2 separate regions of the Mus musculus genome follow, and region 2 is linked to region 1. The links are chromatin contacts, called in public Hi-C maps. All regions are on one chromosome and are shown on one strand. Each heading gives the region's core, a stretch centred on a gene start, on an enhancer-like site or on the middle of the called end of the contact. The rest is flanking DNA. Distances are from core to core; before and after follow the strand shown.

Region 1 (2,772 bases), core at 74-2,573:
TTTTCTGCTACATTCACTTCATTTAAAATCACTTGAGGTACCTTGGATTTACCAGCTCATTGCTACACAACCACTAAAATGCAGAGATTCGGAGGTCAAGCAATAGCAACTCACTGATCTGAATTTCAGAACTGATGAGATGATAAATTAAGGTGCTAAAAGCCTGGTATTGCTGACATTCCTGGAACATGGGGAACGATGAAATGTTGGGATGTCTGAAAGGTTAAAGTGATTGGAGTCCCGAGGATTCTCGAGCATCCTTGGGAAGCTTCCCTCAGCTGCCCGTGGGGGCAGAGAAGATATGCTCCAGAAAACTGAAATTTCATCAACAATGACGGATGGATTTCCTTAAACATCCCCTCCCCTCTTGCTGCACACACTAAGCTTAGTTGGCTCCCTCAGCCGGAGGCCTAGATATGTGTGGAAACCTTAAGCTCCACAGGGATACAGTTCTCAGAGCAGAGAAGCAAATGCAAGAAATAAGGCTCAAGCCCTTCTTTTTCTTTCTTAAGAAAGGTTTTCAAATAAAGGGTAGAGTTCCGGAGAACTACATAAAACCAATGCAACCCATGTAACAAACTTCGGTTCAGGGGTTCTTTTGGCTCTCTTAAGAAGAAGAAGAAGAAGAAGAAGAAGAAGAAGAAGAAGAAGAAGAAGAAGAAGAAGAAGAAGAAATAAAAAAGAGAGTATTTCCAAAAGGAAACTTTCTTAGCCACAGCACTTTCCTTCTGTCACATACTAAACAAACACTCAGACCAGGAGATGGAAAGAGAAATATTTAACCACAGAGTAACAGCAGTTTCTATCGGAAGCAAAGTCAGAGCAGGTGGCCCGGGCAGCGGCCACTCTTCTCGCTGGGTGCTAGGGGTGTTCCCAACTCCAGGAGCACTGCCAGACCAGGACCCAGGTCGTCCCAGGGGCGGGGGTCGAGGAGAACTTCAACCCCACTTCTGGCGAACCCGCAACGGCGGTGGGAATAGGAAAATTCCCCTGAGTCCAGCAGCCCAGGGTTTGGTAAGGCTCAGTAGGAAGCATTCTGCTCTGGATTGTCTCCCCTGGCCCCACGCTCCGCCCGCTCGTGCTGGGACTCGGAGGTGAGCCCCGCGGTCCACTGCAGGATGCGCCTCTTCGGGAAGTGGGCGCGGGTTCACTCACCCGCACCAGCAACCAGCAGTAGCAGGTCAGCACCACCGACGCCCTCATCTTGGGCTCAGCGTGCTGCCTCGGTCCTTGGCGCCTCAGCAGCACGGTCCCCTGCTCCGGGCCTCCCAGCGCGGATTTCCTCAGTCTCGCGCCTATCGCCCTCTCCGCCTTCCAGGCTGCAAGTCCCGGCCCCGCCCCTCGGCCCAGTCCCCGCCTCGCGCCCCTTTCTCCTTTTTGCGGAGTCTCTCTCTGGCACTCCGGTCCACCAGATCTCTGTCCAAACGTCCCTCCTTCCACCCCTACTTCCCTCTGAAGTGCAAGACCCTGGGCCTCACCCCGACCCCCTCCTGGCCTGGGTACTTCCCTTGTCAGCCCTGCTCTCTCGCGCTCCTTCCTCCCAGGCTCCCTCTGCTAACCGAGCTGTACTGCCTCCCTCCTCTGCGACCCCACTGTGGGCTGCCGTGTTCAAGCCTTTGGAGAGCTGGTGGCTCAAGTAAGCAGATGCTCACCCACAGAGGGCATTGCCCAATTCCAGGTAAGGGAACTTGAGCGCTGAGGTAGCATCTGGCACCAACTCCCTGTGCAAATGCGAAGCCTGTGTGCAGCACAAGGAAAAAGTGCAGAAAGTGGCTGGACGACCATGGTTAGGTCTGCACTGGTGTGAGCAGAGAGAAAAGAGAAAGCTCTTGCATGGCTCCCCTTGAGAGCCTAAGGCCAAGTTGAACAGAAAGCAGAGACTTCATCAACGCAAAAGTGGGTCTGCTCATCGGCACCCCAAACCCTCAGGTGACACGTGTGTGGCTCATTGTACACTAGGCTTGTGGAGACACTGCCACTGTTCAGCTATGGTTTGGCTGTCTGTCGACAGACCAGTCTAGGGAAGAGCAGAAAGCTACCAGCAGACAATAGTACTCCATTAAGTAAAGCAGGCAAGTTTTAAACTTCTTATTCAGATATAATTTCAAGCCCAAAGTCAGAAGTCTGAAATAGTACAAAATGTATCCTTCACACTTTGGGGTGTCTATCTGCCCATTATTTTTCTCCCCACTGAGTTCATCATGTGCTCCATGACATCAGAGCCCCGTGTACCCTTGGACCTAGGTTTCTATCTGTTTTCTGTCACCCTTCCACTATCTGTGCATCTGCCTGTGTTTGTCCATCAGGGGATTTTATGGAGGAGAAGGTCTGGGCACTAGGTCTGCAGCTTGGGGCCAGGAAGCTTGGGCTCTGGCTTTGTCCACAACCCCTGTCCGCTGTTTCAGCCAGTGAACCTGATCCACCTGCACATTTGTAAATCACAACATCGACCCCTGCCATTGCTCCATCCCAGAGGGTTACAATTAGAATTAGGAGAGCTGATACACCTGAATTGTTGTGAGGGATGCATTCTAAAGTCACGTCCGGATGTTATTGGTCAAAACTGGGTGAGACGCCAGGGTTCCAACCACAGCAATGGCATATATGATGAGATGAAGTGATAGTCCTGACAAGGATGAGATACAGGCACGGGGAGACAAGAGGGACTTGTTTTCCTGGGGGTATCCTGGAGGAGCGAAGGTCCTAAAAAGACTGGTCATGTCTTTCAAGGTCTCTCCATTCTTCTGAATTGGGGTAAGGAGAGAGAGAGAG
Region 2 (2,957 bases), core at 215-2,714, 54 kb before region 1:
GCACCACGTGGTCGCCATGACACGACATGTGGTGGCTATGACAGACAACAGGGCACAGCTGACTTGGGGGCATCTATATAGGAAAAGGTGCAGAGGGATGCTTATGAGGATTCCATGGTCTTGCTAAATGCCACCAGAAATGCTGCTTCTCATGTCTGTCCCTTAGCTCATTGGTAACAAGTATGACCTATGAGGAGGACCAGAGGCCTGAGCAACATGGAATCCTCTCTGACCTCTCCTTCTACAGCAATGCTCACAGAATCACGTAACACTGGAGTCCGTCCAGTATGTGTGTGTGTGTGTGTGTGTGTGTGTGTGTGTGTGTGTGCATGTAGGGGGAGGGGTCTGCTGTTCCCCTGCTAGGTCAGTACAGGGATTAACAAGGCCAAGCAGATCATTAGCAGGATCCTGAGAGACCAAAGCTCTGTTTGGGAGTCTCTGTTTGAGTATATACACATGTGAATACTCATGTGTCTGAGGTTCATATATGCACACAGGCATACCTGGGATGCATGTACACATGTCTGAACAATGTCTAGCATATGAGCATTTTGAAAATGAGTGAAAAACTGTTCATGTACAGGGTTTTGTATATGCTCTGCATATGTATGTGGGCAAACTCATTCACTGTTTCTGCTTTTTTTCCCTCTTCCATTCTGACATTAGCTGTGTGTGATGATGACCCCTAGCTGAACTTCCAGCCTGGACTTTTGGTCTGCTATCCCCTCATTCCCTTAGACACTCAATAGTCAAACAGAGCCTGTTTCTGTCTAGGTGACTGTCTGGGACTTGATGTAATGTTTGGGACTGCGGCTTATCCACTTCCCTCATCCAGACAGGCAGCACTCAGGATTCTTAGAATCTGCAGACCTCTAGAGAAATCTGTTCAGATCTCTAGTGATAAACTGCTCTGCGGAATGCAAGCTGCCCAGAAGTTGAGGAACCTACGTGGCCTCTGGCCACATGGAAGAGTTGTTCTGCCAGCCTTCCCCGGCCAGGAAGAGGCCTCTTCATGTGTGGAATCGTTCTGCTGCCTGGAAAAAGCAATTTGTCACATCGTGGGGAGCATTTCTGGTGGGCTGCTTGGGAGAGTAATGTTGGTTTAGTGAAATACATCCAGGAATAAAATGGAAAAAATGGAGTTGGAAGGAGAAAGGTTTCCCGTGGCTCATTCTGCAGTCTGACTCTATTTTGCTAATGTGTTCATAACTTTATCATTCTTCAGGCAGCACCGTCCTTTTCTTCCTCTCTCCCCTCCATGCTGGGTTCTGGCTTTCTTCTTTGGTTCCCTCTTTGCATCTTTCCCCCTCCTGACTGCCTCCTCTGTGTTTGAACCTCAGGGCCTTTAGGTACTGGATCCTCAATTCCCCAAAGAATAGCTTGGGAAGCAGGCTCAGGGCACCTGTCTCTGTTTTCAGCTCTCACGCCCAGCCTTTGGCAGTAGCCTGGGTATGCTGGCTGGTGCCTGACCTCGGGAGAGAAGCGCATACTCAGGGTGGATCTTCAGCACCTTGGGAAAACTGCAGGATTTCCTCAGCCTCATCTCATCATTTGTGATGCAGGCTAAGTCCTGGTTCAGCAAGTACTCACAGTGGTGTAGGGAAAGAGACTTGTCAGAAGGAACTCAACACTGTAGTGTGAGGTGGAGATTCCCCTGTAGGTTCTGGCAACATGGAGAAGAGGGTGGGCTGGGTGGTACTGCTGCTCCACCCTCTTCTCCTTCAGGGGTGCCTGCTGCCTTCTCTCTGCCTCTCCACATGAAGAGTTCAGGTGTTTGGGGTCTCCTCAAGGTAGAGTTAAGCAGGGATGCTTCAGATAGAGGTGGGTCCTGGGTGTCTCGAGCTAAGGAGTCAAAGGGAGCCCTGGGCACTGACGTGCGACACCTCAGTGTTCACCTCTGGCAAGCACATCTGGCAAGCACATCTGGCAAGCACATCTGGCAAGCACATCTGGCTAACACCCTCAGCTCAGGACAGAAGAGGCTGGTTAGTCTCTGCAGCGCGGCATGGGTTCTCTCACATGCCTGGCCCTTCGGCCTTGGCTCTGCTTGTGGGGATAATGGTGATAATTTACTACCTACTCAAGTCAATTGGACAGAGACAGCAAGGTATGCCCAGGGGCAGACTTTTCCAGGTGCTGGATCCCGATTTTGACTTTTCTATTATAACAGATCTCTTTTAAAGCCCACTTCTACATCATGAGCCTGGAGGATGCACGTATGTGTAGGTAGATGGTGAGGGCTTGCCATAGCTGACATGCTAGACAGCTACAAGGCACTATGCAGTGTCAAAACTAAACTAATTAAACTTTCTTCAGGCCAAACGATGTTAGCAGATGAATCGACTCACATACAGTGGGGGTGGGGAAGGTGGGGCAGTTCAGTGTCCTGTCTCTTTAAGTTACTGAGACCCCTGATCAGGAAGTACACCAAATTCCCAAATGTGGAGCATTATACGCTAGCGGAGAAAACCCTGGGAAGACTTGCATGCAGAAGGCTCTTAAATACCTGTCCCATCTGAGTTGATTTTCTGTAGGAAACGGGTAGAAGGATTCCCTGGAATCTGGAAGATTTAGACTAAAGTGTATGCTCATCTACGAAAGGATTTCTCACGTGCTCCTGCTGTGAGCATTGGCCACCAGGGCCTAGAGTCTTTTAATTTCCCAGCCCCACACAGTGGCTAGACACCAGTCAGCCTTCTGGTGGACCCCTGGTCTTGCGAGCTGACACAGGCCTGAACCCATCCAGCTTCTTTCCATTGCTCAGGCGTGAGAAGGACTATGATCCTGCTGCCCCATTGAGAGCAAAGAGGTTGGGAGATACTAGGGTCTCCCCATACCCAGAGATCTTGCCCTCAGGATAGTCTTACCCAGGAGGCTGGCTGGTCGTGGCAGCGCAGTAGACCTGAGCTGGAGTAGAGCACGCTGTCCTTGACCAGCACAGAGATGGCTCTCAGCAT

Evidence for each region. A called contact is a pair of places that touch in the nucleus more often than the background predicts.
Region 2: a contact with region 1 is called in a Hi-C map of muscle stem cells, with 1.8 times the contacts expected there. The contact joins the enhancer-like site here to the promoter of Vipr2 in region 1. A contact is called at or near these places in 3 of 39 promoter capture datasets (the C10 cell line, embryonic stem cells and trophoblast stem cells), 1 of 15 datasets of contacts at CTCF or cohesin (pro-B cells), 16 of 484 Hi-C or Micro-C datasets (the Ba/F3 cell line, the C10 cell line, the C2C12 cell line and 10 more), 2 of 115 datasets of contacts at active chromatin or transcription factors (embryonic stem cells and memory CD8 T cells) and 4 of 9 other capture datasets (adipose tissue, liver, macrophages and 1 more).

The regions. Positions count from the first base shown.
Region 1 is chr12:116,076,277-116,079,048 of GRCm38.p6, reverse strand. It overlaps Vipr2 (vasoactive intestinal peptide receptor 2), which reads right to left and starts at 1,323. Exons shown (of 13, transcript NM_009511.2): 1 at 1,156-1,323. The coding sequence starts at 1,203. Gm46383 (a long non-coding RNA gene) reads left to right here and starts at 818. Exons shown (of 3, transcript XR_001780734.2): 1 at 818-1,014; 2 at 1,545-1,678.
Region 2 is chr12:116,130,153-116,133,109 of GRCm38.p6, reverse strand. It overlaps Vipr2 (vasoactive intestinal peptide receptor 2), which reads right to left. Exons shown (of 13, transcript NM_009511.2): 6 at 2,868-2,957. Among named protein-coding and RNA genes, the nearest start is that of Gm20658, 20 kb to the right of the region's middle. Within about 2 kb of position 1,464, at least 4 of the 459 cell types and tissues checked have an H3K27ac peak or open chromatin away from gene starts, as enhancers often do. A contact at or near this core is called in muscle stem cells, where this site is marked.